7 separate regions of the Mus musculus genome follow, and all the other regions are linked to region 7. Evidence: chromatin contacts called from public promoter capture Hi-C data. All regions are on one chromosome and are shown on one strand. The core of a region is the stretch at or near the end of the contact, and the rest is flanking DNA. Distances in the headings are between cores, read along the strand shown.

Region 1 (3,014 bases), core at 477-2,976, 780 kb after region 7:
CCTCAAGAGCCCAGTCCCGTCTAGGCAGAAGAGCAGACCATGTGTAGATGGCTCCTGCTGTGCCAACAAGGATGGGAGCACCTCAGAGTAGAACTATGTTGATGAGACTAGACAGTTTGCCGGGCCTGAGGAACAGCAAATCCCATCCAATATCCATTTCTTCAGAAAATTTGGGTAGGCTTGAAGGCTCAGAGGGCAGCAGAATCAATGGTATCTTGGAATCTGCACAATTTATGGGGGAAAATACAAGATGTAGCTTGATTGATCTCTAAGCAGATGAAGTGAATTATTATGGTTGGTAGAGGAAAGTTTTCTGTGAAATTAATGAAACCAATGCTTTAAGTCCCTTCCTTTGGTATGGGGCTTTTCCAAGGCTTTCAGGGATAGCCTAACAAATCAGGCTTCATGGCATTACTTTTTGTGAAACATTATGCCTAAGAGTTTTTTAAATTATTTTTTTCATAGACAAGATCTCAAGCTTATAAATCCCAAGTAGGTGCCCCACAAAGCCTGGCTTTTGGGGTGTTATGAATCAGTGGGTAAGGGAGAAACTCAGAGCCTGTTTTGTGATCTGGTAAAAATATTCAAACAAGTATGGGGGAAGAGAGGATGGATACTCCAGGTCCTGAAGATTGACCAGGAGTCTTCAGTTATTTTCAAAGAGATACTTTGTGGTATTTTTGTTTCATTTGGTTGCTGTTGTTAAAATAGGCTCTCATTATATAGACATGGCTGGTTTAGAACTTGCCTCAGTCTCTTGGGTGCTGGAATTAAAGGCATTTGCCACTACAGCCAGCTTAAGGTATTTTCTAATTAACACTTAGTAAAAGAAGGGCTATCAAGTTCCATGGTTGATTGAACTCTAGGAGGAAAACGAAGGGAGCAAAATGGCCCTGCAGGATGTAGGATGCTGGGTTCCAGGACACATTAAATGTGGTAGCTTACAAAGTGAAACCAAGACACTTTATGAATCAAATGTTGCTTAAAGAAATGACAGTCAAAAATACTAATGAGTGAATGGGCATTTGTGAGGGTATTCTGTAGGTGAATTTGTTTGTGATTTTTTTTAATTAGGTATTTTCCTCATTTACATTTCCAATGCTATACCAAAAGTCCCCCATACCCTCCCACCCACTCCCCTACCCACCCACTCCCACTTTTTGGCCCTGGCGTTCCCCTGTACTGGGGCATATAAAGTTTGCAAGTCCAATGGGCCTCTCTCTCCAGTAATGACCGACTAGGCCATCTTTTGATACATATGCAGCTAGAGTCAAGAGCTCCAGGGTACTGGTTAGTTCATAATGTTGTTCCACCTATAGGGTTGCAGATCCCTTTAGCTCCTTGGGTACTTTCTCTAGCTCCTCCATTGGGGGCCCTGTGATCCATCCAATAGCTGACTGTGAGCATCCACTACTGTGTTTTCTAGGCCCCAGCATTTGTTTGTGATTTTAAGCAACATATTCACACCACACTGCTCTACTGTCAGTATAGTCACTCCAAGAAAAACAGAAGCATGTTGACTTTGATACTTTGACAGACAGGCTGTTACAACAGTAGCCTGGGAAAGTTTGAGCTCTTTATGTGTTTGCAGCTTTCACCCACTGCTCTGAACTGGAATGAGGCTAGGTCAAATGGGAAAATGTTCAACACCAGTAAAGCAACTCCAGCCCAGCCTCTGTGGTCTGAGGATCCTAGAAGCAGGAATCTATGTAGCAACCAGTGACTTCCTCCCTCCTTGGCAGGTCAAGGGCCACTGCTGTCTAGCTTGTGAAATAAGCCAGAGCAGACTCACAACGATCCAGGACAACTTTGAGGCTGTTTTTCCTGCTTGCAGTAGCAGTGTGATCCCTGAACAGAATTTCCACCAAGAGAGGTAAAAAGAAAACTCAAAACTACTCCAGCCAAAACTCCTGCGAAGTGAAATTTGGGAGGTGGCTAAGTATAAATACTGGGTATTGGGATGGACTGACACAGGCTAATCCTAGAAAGATTAGAATGTTACTGCCACCTACTGTCCCATCTTCATCAGTGTTGAATGATCACTTCAAAGTATTTAGTAAGTCATGAAGAAGTATTTTCCATTAAAAAAAAAAAAACCCACTATCTCAGAAGGACATTTCACTGTTATCTGTTCTTCCTAGAAATATGGGGCCTTAGAAATTAAAGCCACATGCAGTCCTTATTAAAAATATAATAAAATAACCCACCCCAGCCATCCCATTACTGGTGACTATAGAAATTTGTTATGTATAATTTACATTCTTTCCAGTACTTTCTGTTTTTTCAGAAGAGAAGGGCAAAGCTCTATGACTTCTCCAGATTGTAAATCACATTACTGCAGGCAGAGGGAGCGAAGTGGACAGGATTCCCAGAGAGAGGTAGAATCTTGTTTCTAGGGATGAAATCTTAGCCTGTTCAGGCCACGTACACAAATGGTTAGACAGACCCCAATTTCGAGTACTAGACTTGTAGCCAACATATGGAAAGTGGCAGTTTGGTCACCTTAAATGAGGCCCTGATACCTGAGTCTCTTTGAAGAAGAGGCGTACACAATCTGACTGTCCACCAGTCATCTGCGGCTGGAGGCACAGAGGCTCTGTCAGGTGGTGGAGAACAGGACAGGAACATAAGCATTGTGTCCAGACTCGAAAAAGAGCCTTGGGTTGACCTAACAGCTTCTTCTTGGCCTAGTACTCAGGAACAAGGGTCCAACTGTCCCATGCCTCTTATCCAAGAAAAAGGCCATCAAACTACAGGGCTCACAGAACATACATTCATGTGAGCATCTGGGACAACCTTTCCTCTGGAATTAGGATATTACTCTGGCAACTGGTGCATAAGTGAAGTCCTGTGTTTTGGAGGCTGCTGGAAATATACGGGCTCTGAGAACTACATGCAGTTGTTTCAGAGGTTCCAAGTGCTGTTGTCTTGAAAACTTGTTCTCTATGGTGCTATATAAAACTTGTCCTCCTGCAGCTGATCTGGGTATTTCCACTCCAAGAGAAGGTACGAGA
Region 2 (2,851 bases), core at 151-2,650, 590 kb after region 7:
TACCATCTTTAACAAGAGCATGTTAGTGAAAACAAAGTTTGAATCCCACATGGATTGGGTCGGCAGAAGGGAAGCATGTGTACTTTGTAAGACACCAAAGTGTTGATTGCAGGGGTTTTCCACGGCTCTCACTGGAAGACATGGAATGAATCATAGAGAGTATTTCTCACGTCCATCAAGCATGATTAAATGTTTTCTGACACAGACTGAGGTAGCCTACATTGGCCTTGAATTTGCTATCAAGCAGGGGTTGACCAGAGGGTCCTGCCCCTCCCCCTCACAAATACAGAGATGACAGGAATGTGCCTCACAGTAGGCTCAAGTGTCTTTCTATCACAGGTCTGTTTACTTTAAGTCACAAGAATACACACAGGTCTGTGAGCTCTTCCTTACCCTGCTGACCTGACACAAAAGCCTGGCCCCCTAAAACAAGGCCACGCGAGATTTTCACCAGATACTAATACCCTGCTCATAAACGTTCTCAGGTTCAAGGCCTGATCAAGGCACGTTGACATAATCATAGTGTGCCAAGCAGACATTGTGTCTTATTTACAATTATTCAACCCTACTTTATGAACAGGAAACCTATCCAAGGTTTAAGGAAACCCAGCCCTCAAGGTAAAACCAGGTGGCAGGTTGCCTGCTTTGCTGACTTCCCTCTGTGTATCCACTACATGTGTTTCCTCACCTATAGTCAAAGACTCTCAGTGACCTCCCATCCTGGCAGATCTCTCTGCTCTGTTCCAGATTTTCCCATCTATGACCTGTTGGGACTTGGATTTTTATTCTCTCTTAATTCCTTAACTGATAGGGAAAATGAACATAATCAGGACCGTAGGAGGAGGCCAGGTACAGAGGATAGTGGGGCCAGGTACCCCATTTGCTCTAAAGGTACTGACTGGGGCATCTGACAGCATCCACCTGAGAATGGGGCAGCTAGGGGAGCATGCTTCCCAGCAAAGCTGTCAAAGAGTTCCCAGCACTGCCTCAGGTGCAAGTAGTCATCTCACCATCACTAGCTTGCAATCCTGACCCCTGCTACCAGTCTGTTCCTATGTCCAAGACACCCTGCGGTGTCCTATGAAAACCCTCACCTCAGACACAATCCCAATCGCCCCATTCCTGGTCCAGAACTGCAACCTCACGTGACCCAGCCAGATCAGCACAACAAATCCCAACAGCTTCTTTTCTTCCGTTCTCCCTCCAAGCCCAGGTCCGCTCAGTCCCCACCTTCCCCACACCCACTCTCCCCGCCTTTTCCCAGCCCGATGCTTGCACAAAGCCCCAGGCTGTGCTGTTTCATGAACCAACCTCCATGACAGAGACAACAGGCGTGTACAGCCGTTCAGGACTCTCGCAAAAACTTTGAGGAAGGCACAATGTACAAAACGAAAGCTAAAGTGGGATTGCCTGGATGGCTCCTCGTGATGGCACAGTTGCTTGGACTACATATCCCAGAAGTCTTTGCGAAGCTATTCCTGGAACTGAATGTGGTCTTTCCCTGGTCTTAGATTTGTAGCCTTCTCTCTGTTTTCTTTACTATTATACTATGGTAGGTACTATGGTAGGTACTTGGCCTACTTTAAAGCGCTCGACTCTAATGTAGACTCTGTCATAATACTCAGTATTGCAAATAAATAAATAATACTTGTTCCTTTGCAATTACACTCTGCATGAGACATACATGGATCAGATTCCACATCATGAAAAACAGTTTTGTGTAAATATTAGGATGTATATACTGTGGTTAGTTGGTCAGGGACACATTGAGAGTATAGATCATTTAACAAAGTTAAAACTTTAAAATGTTAATATATATTTAAGAAATTCCTTTTTAGTGGGAGCTGTACTACAATTTTAACGGTCTCCAATGGTTGTTCACAAACACAGGTACACATAAGCCACTGGGTATGTTTGCCCGTTGTTGATGTTGTTGTTCCTTCCCCTGCTCAGATTACACTTGGGAGGACACAGCTCCTGAGGTCACACTGGTATGTGTACTGGCCACTGGCCCATTATCCATTGTTAGAATTCTCTCTGCAGAGGTCTGATCTTTCTTACTCAATTTCCTTTCCCTGCTCTGATCTACAAGTGTTCCTATGTGACAATATTTTGAAAGTCAAAGCATCTGCCCTGAACTAACCTCAGTTTCTCAAAATCAGGACAGAGAAATGATTATTTCAAAAACAAATCAGAAATATCAAATAAGTTTATTGGAATTTGACAATCAAATACGTTAAAAAAAAACACCATACTCTGTAACCTGGAAGCCTCTGAGAGTTTCACTTTCATCTGTTTCTAAGAAAGACAATTCACTTCTCAACATGCCCATAGACTTTAATAGTCCCAAGACAGTCAAAGCCCAAAGTCTCTTGATGTTGTAATTCAATCAATTGCTTATTTCAAAGTGCTTACAAGATTACTCCTTCAACCTACCATGGACCAGTGGAAACCTGCCTTTTCCAAAAGGAGGAATAGTGACCAGGCAGGGAAGGATAAGAATAAGTTCGAGAGGAATGTGCTGTGAAAACCTAACCCCTACATCATCATATGCATTGGGTCTGTGGTTGCTGAATCATTTGGATGTCAAAGAACAGTGTCAACCTAAACTTCATCTGTGTGTTCTAAAGCACAGACATCCCCTTTCTAGATGTTGCTATGTTTCTAACATGAGGCTATGGTGGGGTTCCAAGTCCACTTAGCTGTCACCTGCATGTTTTATGAAGTGTGATCCCACCAAGATATTAGGAAGGACAGTATACACCCTACCAGTTACATGGTGAAGCATTTCTCTTAGCATGGCTGCAAAGCTCCATGCTGACCTACAGGATGCACCTCAGAGCCTCCACAA
Region 3 (2,867 bases), core at 43-2,542, 790 kb before region 7:
CAGTTCCTAAAAAGGTAGGTCTCTGTGCTTGAAGATGGACAGGGCTCTGTTAAGGACACTCAGATAAGCCTGATACTGGCCCTTAGAGCTATGGACGATAGCGTGTTCAGATGTGTCTTCACACCTCCTGCATTAATTACTACCCATCTGTGCAGTGCCACTTGGTTACTGCTGCATGGGAAACCTTGGGGAAATGGAAGGGAACGTTGAGGTAGACTGAGCCACTAGAGGGCAGTGTTACACCAGGAACTGTATTTCAAATGCTGGCGGCTGACTTTGTTTCTAAACATTGTGTAAACTAGACATTTTCTAAACCGCTTTACTGGACTGGCGCTGTCTGAGCAGAGAGTCTGTGGCAATTAAAGACAAGCTCCCACACTGCTCTGTGGAGGCGCCTGCCGCACGGCTGGCCTCGGGAAGCAAACGGAGTTCATTTGGATAAGAACGTCTTTCTGTTTTAATTTTACCAGCTTTTTACATTTTACAAAGTATAGGAAAATATATTTCTACTCTGCAAACCATGCTGTATAAGAATGCCTATACGGAGGTGACATGGGAAGTAACGGTTGTGTGCTTGCACCCTCAGAGTTTAAGTCTGGAATCTCATCCCTCTTCCACAGCAAGACGTCTGGTCTGTGTGTTCTGGGGCAAAGACTGAGGGTATTTTTAACGGGTGCACCATAATTTGTTGGCTTGATCATGAACATACGAGCTGTTCTAGATTTTTTTCTATGGAGAAAAATAATGTCAAAGCAGAAGTTTCTGTACTGCGATAGTCTTTGTACAGGTGTTTTAAACATTTGTATAAAATAGTCTTTAGAGTACAACTGATATCTTAAATGGTTTATACTTTAAAACTGTGCAGTATTTTCTGCTGTTTGAGCTTGTTCTTTCTCATTTCTTTGGTCTTTTATTTATTTGTTTGTTTGATTTCTTATTTATTTGTTTATTTATTTATTTATCTGTTTATTTGAGACAAGCTCTCACCCTGTAACTGTGGCTGGCCTGGAACTTACAGGGCCAACCGTAACCCCAGAGTAGCCCACAACTAGCCTCTTTCCTCAGGCCTTTTTGCGGGCCCTTGCCGAGCACACCAGCAGTGCCACTGAAAAGCGGAGGCTGCAGGAGCTGTGCAGTAAACAAGGAGCCGCTGATTACAACCGCTTCATCCGAGATGCCAGCGTCTGCCTGCTGGACCTCCTGCTCACCTTCCCGTCCTGCCAGCCTCCGCTCAGCCTACTGCTGGGTGAGTCACCCCTTCCTTCCATGGCCCCAGGCAGGCCTCCTGCACTTTAGTGAGCCTCTGCATAGTGAAGAAGGCCGGCTATTCCTGTCTCACAGTGAGTTCCATGCAGACACAGTGTGGACATGGCCAAATGGGGCTGGTGGGTACAAGTCAGGAACCCGGGGCAGGTTTTATTTTCAGACTATAGTAACATCTTTTTAGAGATTGGGTCCCTCTTCCACACTCTGAGTCTTTTTTTTCCTTGTTATTTTTTCCTTCTATTAATTATCCAGTTGTACTTTTTTATACTTAGAATTTAGCATCTTTTCTAGTTTATTTTCTTCAGTGATGAGGTAATTTAGCTGAATTTTCCTAACGTCAACATTGAGAGGGAAAGGATGTCCCTCATCGAATCCAGTCGGACGGACGGCATAGAGCACGTGCTCTGGGTGAATGCAGGGACATCTCAGGCCCTGTGGATTCAGAAGCGCAGCTTTCCAGGACAGTTGGGCCTTTGTCATGCAGGGACAGGCCTGGGGCACGGGGAGCCTGTAGGATCCTGTAGCCTTTCCTACTTTCCTGCCTTTGTTTTGTTTTGTTCTGTTTTTTGTTTTTGTTTTTTTCGAGACAGGTTTTCTCTGTGTAGCCCTGGCTGTCCTGGAACTCACTTTGTAGACCAGGCTGGACTCGAACTCAGAAAACCGCCTGCCTCTGCCTCCTGAGTGCTGGGATTAAAGGTGTACACCAGCACGCTCGGCCTTTGTTTTATCCGTAATGGGGCAGAGCCAGATGTTACCATTCACGTGTACACCATGAAAACATATGTAGTCCTCTTGGTAAGCCATCAGGCCTTTCAAGGCCTGTGCAGGGAATGACTAGTCAGGGATTGCTTTTTCTTCCCATGACTTCTTAGTGTTCTTTTTCTTTGACTTCCTCCTAAAATGTTTAAAAAGCAAAAACAAAAACAAAATCATTATACGAAGCTAGTCTCCCGCATTCTTTCTAAGCCAGCTTGGCTGGTGCTTTCTGGCTTAGTGGTACAATGGGAGTCGTAGAGGTTAGTACCTAGCCAAAACACAAGTTAGGAGCCAGAGGGAGTCATTAGGACATACAAAATTGAAATTTTCCATTTCTTTAAGAAAAATTAACACATCTAAAACTTAAGATGAGCACTGTGCCGGTCTTTGTTTTCCTGCTTTACTAAGACCGAGCTTAGAAGGAACTTTTAAATGGTTTGCCCAGACAAATTAAAAATAAAACAAATTATTCACAAAAATTCTAAAATTTGTAAGCAGATATTTCAAATATGGACCATTTACTGTTACTGTTACTGTTACACAGGTCGCTGTGCATTCTTAAACCACTGGGATTCTGCTGAAGTTGCTTTGAGAAAGTCTCCCACCATACACTTAAGTTTTTATTAAGTATATGAACACAAGAAGGAAACGTACATCTTACTCCTAAGTATTTCCTAAAATATCTGTCTTTGGTATCTTTGAGGTCTTGACTTTTTTTCACCTCTGAAAGCTCTGGGCTGTGTCTCTGGAGATGACCCTTAGACAGGCGAAAGCAATGAGCCTGCTGACCTCTTCCTGCTCTGCCCTAACTGTGCTCACCCTGAGACCAGCGTGGGGGAAGGGAT
Region 4 (2,926 bases), core at 69-2,568, 610 kb after region 7:
GAGGCAGAAAAGATGCAGAGCCAAGAAATAGACTTGGGAGGATTGCTGGTCAATACCACAGCAGCCTCGAGTTTATTTTTCACCGCCCTTTTATACCTCATATTACCATGGGAAGCAAAGTTACAAGATAACAGAAACAATGGCAGAAATATACACAATGTCCATAAACTTCCTCAACAAGTCCAAGCCCTGATAATGTCATGTTGACCGGAACCATTTGGGGCCAAGCGGACACTCTCTTTTTAAAAAATTCTCGGGGCTGGTGAAATGGCTCAGCTGTTAAGAGCACCGACTGCTCTTCCAAAGGCCCTGAGTTCAAATCCCAGCAACCACATGGTGGCTCACAACCATCTGTAATGAAATCTGATACCCTCTTCTGGAGTGTCTGAAGACAGCTACAGTGTACTTACATATAATAAATAAATAAATATTTTTTTAAAAATTCTCAACTGTAAAGTAGGGATGGAGGTCCTGTCAAGTTTAGTAAACACAGCCCTCAAGGTGAAACATGGTGTGAGCTCCTTTTGATCCCACTCTGCCTTGTAGACATTCCTGCCTGTGTGTCCACTGCATGTGTTTCTTCAACCCTAGTCCAAGATTTTCCGTGCATTCAGACAGATATGTTGGCTATGTCCCAGAATTCCCCAACACGACAGCTGTTGTAACTCGGATTTTTCCTCTCTTAATTCTTTACTGGCAGCGAAAAATGAACACAGTCAGACCTCAAGGCCATTGCTATAAGCTGGCTACAGAGTACACGGGGACCAGAAACCCTTTTACTCTAAAGACACAAAGGACTCTGGCAGCATCCAGGTGAGATGGGGGCAGCCAGGGACGCGCGCTTCCAGCAATGCAGGTCTGTGAGCTCTGGCACTCTCTCAGGAGCAGGTAGTCAGCTCATCACCATTAGTTTGCAATCTAGTCCTCCACTACCAAGCTGCTCCAGTGTACCAGAGAACCAAGGCAGACTCGGGCTGCTCTCGGTGTTCTAAAGGAAACCTTCACTCAGGACACAATCCCAAAAGGCCAGTCCCCTCACTCCAAAACTGCAGCCTCAGTGGCCCCAGCCAGTTCAGCACAGCCAGTCCTGGCAGCTGCTTCCGCCCTCCCACCCAGTCCTCAAGCGCTCCCTCCAAGACAGAGCCCAGCTCCCGGCACTGAACCCCAGGCTATGCTGCTTCCTGAACCAACCTCCTTGACACAGATCCCGCACAGAGCCCCAGGCTACGCTGCTGCCTGGACCAACCTTCTTGTCAGAGACAACTGGAATAGATAGCCGCATACGATTTCCGCCCAACCTTAAGAAAGACGCACGAGTACAGACCTGAACTCAGAAGGGGATTTCCTGGAAGGCTCCCAGTGGTCACAGTGGTGCGGACTACATCTCCCAGAAGTCTGTGCGAAGGAAATCCCAGAACCCAGGGTGGGTGAAGTCTACTGTTTGGAGAGTTTTGTGGATGGGAACACACAGTTGAAGGTGCAAGGAGGAAGCCTTATCTGCAGAAAAGCTGTGGGTAATGAGATTGGTTTTCGACCCCAGAACCACATCGGAGATGTATGGATTTGAGTCAAGCCTTTGACAGAAACTTTTGGCTTACAAGTCATTTCTAGTAGTAATTTTAATATTACTACTTCCTGGCCGGGGGGGGGGGGACGGGACGGGGGGCACGTTGACTTAGTTGTTCGTTAAATAAACAAAGCAATACACTAACCAACGTGGCAAGGAAAACTAACTTTATAAAATGTTTGAAACCAGCCTTGGCGTTCCTGACTATGCTCCTAGCTCCTCAGTGGCTTTTGACAAATGGACTTGGGATACAAAGCTGGCTTGGTGTCTGCCCCAACAAACTTGTATACTGTTGTTTGTGTTTCTACTTTTTGAATATATAGAAACAATTCCTCCAGGGCATTGCTAATATTACACATACAGAAACACATGCTGTTTGAGCAGGCCAAGGAGGTTGACTCTGAAGATAAAATTTGACATCCCCATGCCACACCCAAGCATGTGTGTATCTAACATTCCTCTAAATCTCTTGTCCTGAGTTAATGCCCCGGACTCTCAGACATTGGAAAGAAGATCAACAAGAAGCCCATGGAGGCATTGATTAAAACCAGCTAACAGGCTACCTATGTCCAACAGAGACTACTACTGTTGATCTGTTGGTAGAAAGGTGTCTGTAATAAAAGCAGGTCACACATCCAGTCATTTCCCCTACTTGTTGTATGCAGGTGAGACATAAATGCACAAGGCTTTGAGTTGTACTGTAGAAACAAGAGTGTACAGAGCACAAACATTTTAAAGTGGTATACACCCTCACCACAATAGTTGAGTAGCCTGCAACTAGGATTTCCTTCTGAGAGCCCTCAGAAATCAGTGTACATGGGGCTGCTAACAAAACAGCCAGGGGATCACATGGAGTCAAAGCCTTGTCCATTCCTTAGATCCTGTGAACTAAAGGCAGGTACTAAAAAATCAGCTGCAGTGGAGTCTACTCCACTGTGGAACACAGACCCAAAGTAGCCTCTAAGACTACATAAGCATAGACTTAAGAGTTCAATCAATGTATTTTACTTATCCATCGAAATATATAGGGTGAGCATACCAAGTGATGATAGGCAATGCACGCTTAGAAACATCGGTACAGAAGATCAAAGAACAAAGGAAAAAAATCTTGAATCCACAAAATTGTGAAAACTTATTGATAAGGTATTAAACACACAATCCCAGTGGCATGGTTTAATCTTTGAATTCTGTATCCACAAAAGGCATGCATTTTAAATCCTTATTATTGAGTATGTGATAGGAAAACATTTGAGAAATTTTTCATCCTTCACAAAGAGCTCTTGGGATGAGTTTCATTAGCATGAGCGTAAGCGATTTGAGATGCACTTAAGTGTAATGTTAGTCTTTCACAATGATTTC
Region 5 (3,127 bases), core at 287-2,786, 700 kb after region 7:
AAGCAGACAAAGAGCAAAAGCTTCCATCTTCCGTATCTATGTAGCAGTGGTTCTCAATCTTCCTAATGCTGTGAGCCCTTAATACAGTTCCTCATGTTGTGACTCCCCAACCATAAAATTATTTTTTGATATTTTATCACTAATTTTGCTGTTATGAATTGTAATGTAACTATGTGATATGCAGATGATCTTAAGCAACCCCTGAAAAGGGTTGTTTGACCCTCAAGGGGTCATAACTTGCATGTTGAAAATTGCTTTATAGCAGGGCGCGGTGGCACATGACTTTAATCCCAACACTCGGGAGGCAGAGGCAGGCAGATTTCTGAGTTAGAAGCCAGCCTGGTCTACAAAATGAGTTCCAGGACAGCCAGGGCTACACAGAGAAACCCAGTCTCGGAAAAGAAAAAAAAAAAAAAAAAAAAAAGGAAGGAAGGAAGAGAAAAAAGAGAAAATTGCTGTTATATAGACTTCCAGCAGAAGGTGTGGTCCAGATTAAAATTGTTATCTTCCCACCTCAGGATTGGAATTAAAGGCATGTATTTCCACCTGTTGCAGTAATTCCCCAACCCTGATACCCCAATAAGTCTATGCAAAAACCACACAACTCAGTTACATTATTTACAAGCTGCACGCTTAGACTGAGCAGATTTATCACTACACTACTCTATTCCCCAGCTGTGAGATCCCACATTATTTGCTGCCTCTCAGGGCCTTGTGGTTCTGCTCCATCTTCCTCTTATCTTCTCTTCCTCAGTCTTCTTCCTCCCTCGCTCCCTACTCTTCCCTCACTTCCTAAAACCTCTAGCCCCACCTTTCCCTTCCACTGCCCAATCACAGGCTCTAGTCTTTATTTGACCAGTTAGAATGGGGAGAAGGTTCACAGGAAATCACCTGAGTATGTGATCCACTCCTCTCAGGGGCAACCCCTCTTGAGGAAGCTGAATTAACATCAGAATACAAACAGCACCAGGGCAACCCACAACATCTACCTCACAAGTCATGACTAGAAGTGGATCCACCCACTTCAAACAAACAAAAATCCCTCAAAGGTGTCCCTTGTATTTCTTCTGGATTCCATCTAATTCTAGATGTAGTCAAGTACCAAGAATAGAAATCACAGGAGAAAAGAGTTTATTTGGTTTACATAACCTGGATTGCTGTCCATTGGAAGAAGCCAAGGCTGGAATTCAAAGAGGGCAGGAACCCGGAGGCAGGAGCTGCTGATGGTTTTTATTTTAAATCTAGTATAATTGAGTCAATGAGTTTTCCTCCTGCCAAAAGACTCTAGGAACCCCAGAGCTTTTTAGGTAACGTCTTTGATCAGAGTAAGAAGTAAACCTAATACAAGTTGCCGTCAAAGGCTGGATTTATATTCCCACAAGACCTTTGTAAATTTGAGACTTAAAAAGCAGCCTAATCCAGTGACAGGCTATAAATAGTTCTCCCTGACTTTGGTTCAGGGCAGTCCTTCGCGTAGACTTCTGGGAAATGTAGTCTCTCTTAGCATGACTCCGCTAGACCGGACTCTACTCCTCTGTGCTTCCGGTTCATTTTGCTTTTGTGTTTCTCCAAACTCTGCGGCTTTCTCAAAGTTGGAACAGTGTGGCTTGCGCTCCGCGCTCGACATGGAGGTTGGTCCCGGCTGCAGCCTAGCCTTGCAGGCCTCATGAACTATACGGGTGGGCGGGCCCGGGGTGCAGGGAGCCGGGGAGGGCTGGGCGGGAGGCGGAGAGAAGCCCACGTGGTCCTGCAGTGCGGACCTAGGCTTGGCCAGAGTGCAGGGGTGGGGCGCACGCACGGTGCAAGGAGTGATTGCTCTGTTAGGACAGAGCGGCTGACAGAGTCAATCATGTGTTTCAGGGACCTGAGAGGTGGCCTGCTACTGCGAGAATGGAGACTGGAAAGTCTAGGGTTGGTAGAGCAGGGTGGCTTGGCTGACCGTGCCAGAGGCAGGCTGTGATGAGAGCTCATACCCCACCTTGGCTGGGGAAGCTTGCTGTTAACTAGTTTTCACATTGCTGTTGTCAGATCCCTCAGGAAATCTAGAGCAAGTGGGTTTTTCTGGGCCCTCCCGTATTCAATGAGAGGCCCAGGACTCTGATTTTGAGTTCGTGTGGCTCATAGTTTCCAGGACAGTGAGTTCTGCGGGGGAGTTTGGTGTATGGGATGTTCGTCCCGTTTTCTTTGTGATAAATTGTTAGTTTTCAGGGCGGCTCACTTTGGATAGGAATCACTCCTTTACCCACTGTGACAGAACCCTCACATTCACACACCTGTATGAGGAAAAAAAAAAAAATCTCATCGAGGGGGCACTCTGAACTTTGTCCCAGCTATCACTGATCCTACAACACTGCAGAGTGGAAAATACTAGAGATTATTACCACATACAATTGCACCGGAGACTGCGATGTCAGAAATTTGGTGTTGTGTGGAAAGATTGAGAGTGAAGTTGAAGAGCTGTGGCTCACTCAGGGTCCTGTGATTGTATACAGCCAATGCTCACCCTGCCCTTTGTATACAGCCGCTGCTCATCCTGACATTTGTACTGTTTTTGCCACACTTCAGTCAAATTGATTTGTGTGCTGGAGACTGACTTACAGCATTAAAATCTATACCTGAGAAGCATGGGCTTTAAACTACATCAATACCAATACTTTCTATGTATCATCTAACAATCATTAAAATATGGACATTTTCTAATTAATGTCACTAATCTGCAGGAAACTAAGAATGTGCCGTTTTACACTGTTTAAGGTGTGAAAAGTACATTTTCTTGTACCTTAAATCTCGTTTCCTACAATGTAGAGGTGATACAGCAATAAGCACAATTATATTATAGGTCACAACACATAGATGTTTGATATCTATCTATCTATCTGTCTGTCTATCTACACTTTTACTTAATATATTTCTTAAACAGATCTATGATTGAAAATAAAACATCAGTGTATGCTGTGCTGTTTCCTGTTACATCTGCATTTGGGAGGTGGAAGCAGGAAATACAGTCCTTTGGGCATATGCTGAGTCTTATGTTGACTTATTCTTTTAGCTTTTTGTGGGTTCTCCATACTGATTGCCAGAGTTGCTGTACCAAGTTGCAGTCTTAGCAACAGTGACTGGGAGGTTC
Region 6 (3,282 bases), core at 770-3,269, 720 kb after region 7:
CTGACCCCACATGGCGGGTGGTGGAAAGGGGCAGCTCTAGGTACCAGGTTCTCAGTCTCTGGCATCGTACGCTGGATACGATGGAGGAGCTGAGAACAGAATAGGGGCCCCAGGGCAGCACTAGGCCCAGGGGATGAAGCGAAGAAAGGGCGGGGGGAAAGGGGACTGGATGGTTCCCACGCAGGCGAGAATCCTTGGTCAGGTCCATGGCTTGGAAGGCCTTCTGGTGGGAGGTTGGATGTGGCTCATTAGGAGAAAGCCTATCTCATCATTCAAGCAGGGCAGGCCTTTATGGTCAGAGATAGTCTATGGATTTAGAGCTTTATTGTAGAAAGGCAGGGAGAAAGGAGAGAAGGTAGAAAGAGAGAGAGAGTCTGGCCATGGCTATGTGGAGAGAGCAGGAAGGGAAAGAGAGAAAGAGAGCTAGGGAGTAAGAAAGGTGAAAGCTTAAGAGAGTGAGGTGGAGCCAAGCAGCCCCTCTTATAGTGGGCTGGCTATCTTTCTGTTGCTAGGTAACTGTGGGGCGGAGTCTAGCCAGAATGCCAGCAGCTTGGGACATTGTCTATGTCACTGATAGCCACAAGCCTCTCCTTTGGGGACTGTTGGGGGCGGTAACTTCGACAGGAGCTAGGGGTCCAGGAGACATGATCGAATGCCTTCTGTCCCATGTAGGTGAAAATTACCACCCACCGGGTCCCACCGGGGTTCAAGACCTAACTAAGTTCGACTGGAGACCAGGCTGTCTCTGTGCATAGCCCATTGCCCCACAATTGAATTCTAGAACAGTTTGAGTTTGAGATTTAGCAATGCCCTGTCATTGAGTTAGCAAAGACATTTTAAGATTAACTGCTTTGTGTGTCTGTGTTTTTTATCCAAAGATCCAGTATTCTCTAGGTGAGGGGCTGATAGCACTGCCTGTTCCCAGAGCTTAGGTGGGGTAGCAAAAGGTACATGTAACACTTTAGTATGCAAGTTTACTCAAAGCATATACATTCTGTGATCTCATTTTCTGAATCTGTTTTGTTTTTGAGTGGGGAGTCATGTATACCAAACATGTTTCAAACTTTCTATATGTCTATAGGTGACCTCGGACTCCTATTCCTATCTCCAGTAACCAACATCTGGGATTTTCAACATGTAAAACCACACTTGCTTCTATACAATCATCTTTAGTTTGAAGTTCCAGTTATTTGGACCAACACTTTTTCACATGTTCATTGTCTGTTTTCATTTCTCATTTTAAGAATTGTCTTCTCAAAATATTAGCTCATTTTTTTAATCCATGTTTGCCTTGTGATGTGAAACATTTTGGGGTGGGTGAGATAGCTCAGAGGTTAAGAGCACTAGCTGCTCTTCCGAGGGTCCTGAGTTCAAATACCAGCAACCACATGGTGGCTTACAACCATCCATAATGAGACCTGACTCCCTCTTCTGGTGTGTTTGAGGACAGCTACAGTGTACTTACATATAATAATAAATCTTTTTTAAAAACAAAACAAAAACAAACAAACAAACACAGCTGGGCAGTGGTGGCGCACACCTTTAATCCCAGCACTTGGGAGGCAGAGGCAGGAGGATTTCTGAGTTAGAGGCCAGCCTGGTTTGTAGAGTGAGTTCCAGGACAGCCAGAGCTATACAGAGAAACCCTGTCTGGAAAAACAAACCAAACCAAAGCAAAGCAAAACAAAAACAAAAACGAAACATTTTGTAGGAAGCAGGTTGAGTTTTAAAATCACAATATATGGACCCAAAGTATCCAGTACACATAATAAACAATGCTGTCAAAGGTTCAACCCATACTCATTTTGAAAATTTAAACGCGGTACCCTGACTCCCCGTGGCTATCCACCTTCAGAAGTGGCTTGTTTCTACCCATTCTCTTTGGCAAACAGCCTGACAGTAACTTGGGAACGTTTCAAATCACCTACCACGGCTTTGTGAAACTCGCTCGCAGAGAATTGTGGGAAATGTAGTCTCGTCCGCGGCGACGTCACAAACAGGGACTCTGGGAAGGGCGCTTCCGTGTTTCTTCTGCGCCTGTGTGTGTCTCCCTCTCTGGCGGTCTTCTCCAAAGTTGGGCCAGTGTCGGGTCCTGTGCGCGCTCTGGTAGCATCTCTGGCATGGAGGTTGGTCCCAGGATGTAGCGCAGCCAGAGGGACGTTGCGGGGTGGGCGGGTCCGCCTTGGAGGGAGGCGGGAAGAAGTTGAATGGGAGGTACTGTGGTGACCTAGGCTTGTCCATTCCGGTGCTGGTTAACGCTGGAGGAGGGATGGAGCTGGGAGTGGCCTCTCTTTTAAGGTGCCGTTGCCCTGTTCTGTCCTGCACTTCTGGGGCAGGAGAGCTGGCTCGGTAGCCTAGGAATGGAGAAGGGTGCCTGGCAGGGTGCATCTGCTGTCAGCTTGTGCCTGAGGTGTGGAAGCATGCCCTTAGCTGACACTGTCTCGATGGCTTCTGTTATCCGGAATTTAATAGATGTATATACAATGCAGTCCGATCAAATCCACCCCTACTGTCCCCTACTTCAACAGTACCAGGTATCTCCCAAAATGCTCCACTCCCAATTTCCTGTCCTGGTGGTTTTGTTTTTGTTTTATAACCCACTGAGTCCACTTAGTATTGCTCTAGTGTGCATACCTGTGTGTATGGGGCGGGGAAGGGAGGGCGCACAGGACATCCCCTAGAACGTGGACGCTCACTGGCCACACCTCCAAGCAAAATAAACAAACAAACAAACAAACAAAACGAATCTCTTTTTCAGTGGTCATGAATTCCAACCGATCCTTAGCTAAGGGTGGGGCCTTGTGAACCCCTCCCCTTTCCCTGTTGAAGTTTTGACTGACGTTATTTGTGTGTTATGCTGGTAACCATAGCTACCTTTTCCCCCTTCCTATTGCCATCCTTTTGTGTTTGTATTGGGATTTTGAGTCAGTTTCTTGTGTAGTCCAGGCTGCCCTGAAGTGTTCTGTGTAGCTGATAGTGACGTTAACTTCCGTTCCTCCTGACTTCTCCTCCTCTTTACTCCTCTGTGCCCTAGGAAGATGGCCATCTGTCACTTTGTTCTTTCCTTTGTGACTTGCCCCTTAAACCTTCTCTATTCTTTCAGATGACTATTAAGCCATAACTTATTGGTTAAGACAGGATCTAATTACTAATTTGCTTAGGAAATGGCAGAATTTCACTGGGTATATAAACAACATATGAGATGTAGAAAAGAAATTTGGAGATGCTCATATATTTATTTTAATTTATAAATATCAGTGAAGGATGCTTTGCTAAATATTG
Region 7 (3,272 bases), core at 151-2,650:
CTCCCAGAAGATATCCTCTGACCTTGTAGGTCCTGCCATGTCAATGTGGCACAAACCAATAATCCTAGTCCTTGGGAGGTAGAGGCAGGAGGATTAGGAGTTCAAGGCTGGCTTCATTAAGGTGCTTACAAGGTGCCAGTCACAGGGCCCTGAGTGATCAGAGCTCCTCAATTCCATCTTTTTGTCTCTCTGACACACTGTAAGTACTTGGGTGAGTTTGTCTAGAACTGTTTGGGGAGGGTTAGGGAACCTAGATGCCACATTCTTCGATAAGAGTTGGTTTAGGTGAGTTTAGACACTGCAGATGATATGCAAAGACAGAACAGCTGGCCATTAAAGAGCGATGAAGACCGACCTCTTAGGATGCAGTATTATTTCCTCCCCCAGAGACATTTCAGCCCCCTCTCACCTGTAACCAACAGCCCTGTACCCACGCCTATTCTCACACCAATTTGTTTCTCCATTTTGAAAAGGAGTCCAAACGCAGTCTCCGAAGGTACTGGCTGATCTATTATTTTCTAGTACTTTTCACTCTACACTACAGAGTGAACTACTTGGTTGACACAAAACTCAAATCTTTCCCTTTAAGGGACTATTCTGCCCTCATTCATATAGGAGTGTTAGTCTTGGGGTTGACGTCACAACAGTGATCGCGAAGGACTTCTATTCAAAATAGTTCATAAATCTAACAGTTCATTACCAAGAAAATGGAACCAACATTCCAAACACCAACCGCCCTCCCAAAACTCCCTTCACTTGCAAATAAACAAGGTTATGAACTTTTGTCAACTCCAAGAGTCCTGGGCCAGCTATAAAGTAAAGAAAGCACCACACACCCAGTTGGTTCTAGATTTCCTGAGAAATCTGACTACAACCATGTGAGCCTGAGTCAGCTAGAGAGCAGAGTTTCCCCAGCCAAGCAGGAGAGTGCGCTCCCAGTCATAGCCTCAGGCTGTCATCAGACACCAGTCAGGGTGAAACCTGCCAGGACTTCCAGCAGTTCTCACTCCTGGGTCCTGAGCCAGCTCTCCTGCGCAGGGTGGACTCCAGCAGTAGCCTCGTGCAAGCAAAACGGTCACTCTCAGAGCCGACCCCATTGCCCTTTCCGCAGCTCTGACCTGGATCCAACGTGGGGTTGGTCCAGCCTAGGTCAGCACAGCACCCCCAAGTCCGCTTCTTCCCACCTCCCATCCACAAACCCTCGCCATCCATTCCGGACCCATCACCACGCGGACCCTCACGCCTGCAGGGCAGCGTTGCACCCTGGACGAACCTCCATGTGAGAGATGCAAACCGAGTACTGAGCAAGACCTTTTTCTTGCTCAACTTTGGGAAAGATGCAACTATGCAGACCGAGAGTAGAAACGTGGTTTCCTGACTGGCTCCTTGTGACGTCATATGGGCAAGACTACATTTCCCACAACTCTATGCGAAAGAAATCCCTTAGAGTGTAAGGGGTTGGGAGGAAGCAGTCAGTTTGTGTCCTGGTACAACCACAGGGAGCCAGTTGGCTTTTAAAATGCTAAATTTAAACCGGGCAGTGGTGGCGGCGCTAGCTTTTAATCCCAGCACTTGGGAGGCAGAGACAGGCTCTGAGTTCGAGGCTAGCCTGGTCTATGGAGTGAGTTCCAGGACAGCCAGGGCTACACAGAGAGGGGGGGGAAATGCTGAATTCAGTACAGGACACGTTTAAATGTAAATTGAGCCTTTGGCAGTAACCTTTAATAGGTTTGCAACTTATTTCTGTTCAATATGTTGCGATTTAAACTCAAAAGTGTACTTATTATGGAATCTTCTACATGTAAAGTTCACACTGATTCAATATTACTATAAAATAACTATATGTGACCTTCCTTGTAGTCGAACTGCTCAGGAACTTAAGACAGGAGGATCCCAAATCCAAGGCTAACCTGGGCCAAATAAAGAGACCTTGTTTCAAAATACAATGTACAAGTAGGGTTAGGGAGCAAGGGGTAAAGCCCTTGACTACAGTGGAGGCTTGGCTTAATACCAAGCATTACATATGCATAACTACTCCTTGTTCACCTGTGTGAGCCATACATGGATAAGACTCCACAACTGGATAACGTTTTCATGTGAACACTGGAAACTTCCATACAGTGAAGGGCATGGATCAGGGACACAGCTGTTTTAAATCATTGGACAAAGTTAAACATCCAGCTCTCTGATGTTAACTTACGAAGAAATCCTGAATTTATCTCAGGATCTTTTTTTGGTCTGTCTGTAAGTAGAGTGCACACATGTTCATCCACTAATTTGTGCTATACAAGAGCTTCATCCTCTTCTACCTGGTTTTTCATGAATGCAGGCAAGTATTGTTGGGGACAAGAAAAGAAACGTATTCTAAGTACTATGACGATTTCACTTTCAGATTTCATTAAATTCTAGAGAGAAACTAAATTCATAGTTCCAGGCCCTAGGGGAGCTGGGGACTTCCGTATAGCTGAATAGCTTCTGTTTTAAACAGTTGTCTGAGTCCAGCCATCTCAAGGGCAACTTCTCCATCTTGCTGGCAGGGTCATACAAGTTCATGTTCCCAGGCCCGTAAAGAACAGCTATCACTCACTTTTCCAAATGTTTTCTTAATTTGTTAACAGCTGTGTGTGTGTGTGTGTGTGTGTGTGTAGAGAGAGAGAGATTGCTATTATTTAAACCATGGTTTTACACACACACATATATACTACATACAGCTGACCCAGTCCTTTGTCTCCTTAGCACTCTAAGCTCCTAACCACTCCAGACCTAATGTCTAGGAGAACGAATTAAGGACCTTGAAGCCAAGTGCCCTGGATACCGCCCAGTCTCCAATGGTACTCCTTTGTTTAACCCATAATGTCAAAATACAATTGGTTAAAAGTGCAGCTCCCCTCCCCTGGTCCCCCCTGTTTTGTGTTCCCATCCTTTAAAAATGTTGTTCAAACTCCCTTTGGGAGGCAGTTCAGATTCCAAAGTGACTGCCTCCTCGAGGCTCTGAAAATAAAGCTTCATTTTTTAAGTTTTCATATCTGAAGTGAGTTTTCTCAGCTTCCACCCCAAACCCAACAGTATTCACTAGCAGGTGTGCTAGGAGCTCATGCTTACTTCCCCTGCTCCTCTCCCAAGTGGAGGGACACAGTTCCAGGGATCATACTGTGTGTGCAATGACTCCTGTTCCATCATCGATTGGAATTCCCCATGCAGAGGCTTGCTTGATCTGCCATCATCAGTTTCCTTTCTTTTCGGATCCTGAAATTATTCCTATATGACAATGG

Evidence for each region. Promoter capture Hi-C pulls out the DNA fragments that hold promoters and counts their contacts. Capture Hi-C pulls out chosen DNA fragments and counts their contacts.
Region 1: a promoter capture Hi-C map of liver shows a contact between it and region 7, with 2.4 times the contacts expected there. The contact joins the enhancer-like site here to the promoter of Zfp493 in region 7. A contact is called at or near these places in 7 of 39 promoter capture datasets (the C10 cell line, cranial neural crest, embryonic stem cells and 3 more) and 1 of 9 other capture datasets (liver).
Region 2: a contact with region 7 is called in a promoter capture Hi-C map of liver, with 4 times the contacts expected there. The contact joins the promoter of Zfp455 here to the promoter of Zfp493 in region 7. A contact is called at or near these places in 10 of 39 promoter capture datasets (the C10 cell line, cranial neural crest, embryonic stem cells and 6 more), 5 of 484 Hi-C or Micro-C datasets (the G1E-ER4 cell line, the Patski cell line, bone marrow-derived macrophages and 1 more), 5 of 115 datasets of contacts at active chromatin or transcription factors (bone marrow-derived macrophages, embryonic stem cells, regulatory T cells and 1 more) and 2 of 9 other capture datasets (adipose tissue and liver).
Region 3: a contact with region 7 is called in a promoter capture Hi-C map of embryonic stem cells. The contact joins the enhancer-like site here to the promoter of Zfp493 in region 7. A contact is called at or near these places in 9 of 39 promoter capture datasets (the C10 cell line, cranial neural crest, embryonic stem cells and 4 more).
Region 4: a promoter capture Hi-C map of liver shows a contact between it and region 7, with 5 times the contacts expected there. The contact joins the promoter of Rsl1 here to the promoter of Zfp493 in region 7. A contact is called at or near these places in 7 of 39 promoter capture datasets (the SN4741 cell line, cranial neural crest, embryonic stem cells and 3 more), 1 of 484 Hi-C or Micro-C datasets (bone marrow-derived macrophages), 1 of 115 datasets of contacts at active chromatin or transcription factors (bone marrow-derived macrophages) and 3 of 9 other capture datasets (adipose tissue, liver and macrophages).
Region 5: a contact with region 7 is called in a promoter capture Hi-C map of adipose tissue. The contact joins the promoter of Zfp708 here to the promoter of Zfp493 in region 7. A contact is called at or near these places in 12 of 39 promoter capture datasets (the C10 cell line, the HPC-7 cell line, the SN4741 cell line and 9 more), 3 of 115 datasets of contacts at active chromatin or transcription factors (embryonic stem cells, fibro-adipogenic progenitors and stem cell-derived neural progenitor cells) and 3 of 9 other capture datasets (adipose tissue, liver and pancreatic islet).
Region 6: a promoter capture Hi-C map of second pharyngeal arch cranial neural crest shows a contact between it and region 7. The contact joins the promoter of Zfp712 here to the promoter of Zfp493 in region 7. A contact is called at or near these places in 14 of 39 promoter capture datasets (the 3T3-L1 cell line, 3T3-L1-derived adipocytes, the C10 cell line and 10 more) and 3 of 9 other capture datasets (adipose tissue, liver and macrophages).

The regions. Positions count from the first base shown.
Region 1 is chr13:67,001,998-67,005,011 of GRCm38.p6, reverse strand. 4933433G19Rik (RIKEN cDNA 4933433G19 gene) reads left to right here. Exons shown (of 9, transcript NR_045851.1): 6 at 1,743-1,873. Among named protein-coding and RNA genes, the nearest start is that of 4933433G19Rik, 29 kb to the left of the region's middle. Within about 2 kb of position 1,726, at least 12 of the 459 cell types and tissues checked have an H3K27ac peak or open chromatin away from gene starts, as enhancers often do. A contact at or near this core is called in liver, where this site is marked.
Region 2 is chr13:67,193,055-67,195,905 of GRCm38.p6, reverse strand. It overlaps Zfp455 (zinc finger protein 455), which reads right to left and starts at 1,400. Exons shown (of 4, transcript NM_001048204.1): 1 at 1,312-1,400. The coding sequence starts at 1,317.
Region 3 is chr13:68,567,151-68,570,017 of GRCm38.p6, reverse strand. It overlaps Mtrr (5-methyltetrahydrofolate-homocysteine methyltransferase reductase), which reads left to right. Exons shown (of 15, transcript NM_172480.3): 8 at 1-14; 9 at 1,066-1,246. Among named protein-coding and RNA genes, the nearest start is that of Mtrr, 14 kb to the left of the region's middle. Within about 2 kb of position 1,292, at least 26 of the 459 cell types and tissues checked have an H3K27ac peak or open chromatin away from gene starts, as enhancers often do. A contact at or near this core is called in embryonic stem cells and trophoblast stem cells, where this site is marked.
Region 4 is chr13:67,171,574-67,174,499 of GRCm38.p6, reverse strand. It overlaps Rsl1 (regulator of sex limited protein 1), which reads right to left and starts at 1,318. Exons shown (of 4, transcript NM_001013769.1): 1 at 1,247-1,318. The coding sequence starts at 1,282.
Region 5 is chr13:67,079,954-67,083,080 of GRCm38.p6, reverse strand. Zfp708 (zinc finger protein 708) reads left to right here and starts at 1,536. Exons shown (of 4, transcript NM_001012448.2): 1 at 1,536-1,631. The coding sequence starts at 1,626.
Region 6 is chr13:67,059,907-67,063,188 of GRCm38.p6, reverse strand. Zfp712 (zinc finger protein 712) reads left to right here and starts at 2,019. Exons shown (of 4, transcript NM_001166218.1): 1 at 2,019-2,126. The coding sequence starts at 2,121.
Region 7 is chr13:67,777,821-67,781,092 of GRCm38.p6, reverse strand. It overlaps Zfp493 (zinc finger protein 493), which reads right to left and starts at 1,400. Exons shown (of 4, transcript NM_028402.2): 1 at 1,274-1,400. The coding sequence starts at 1,279.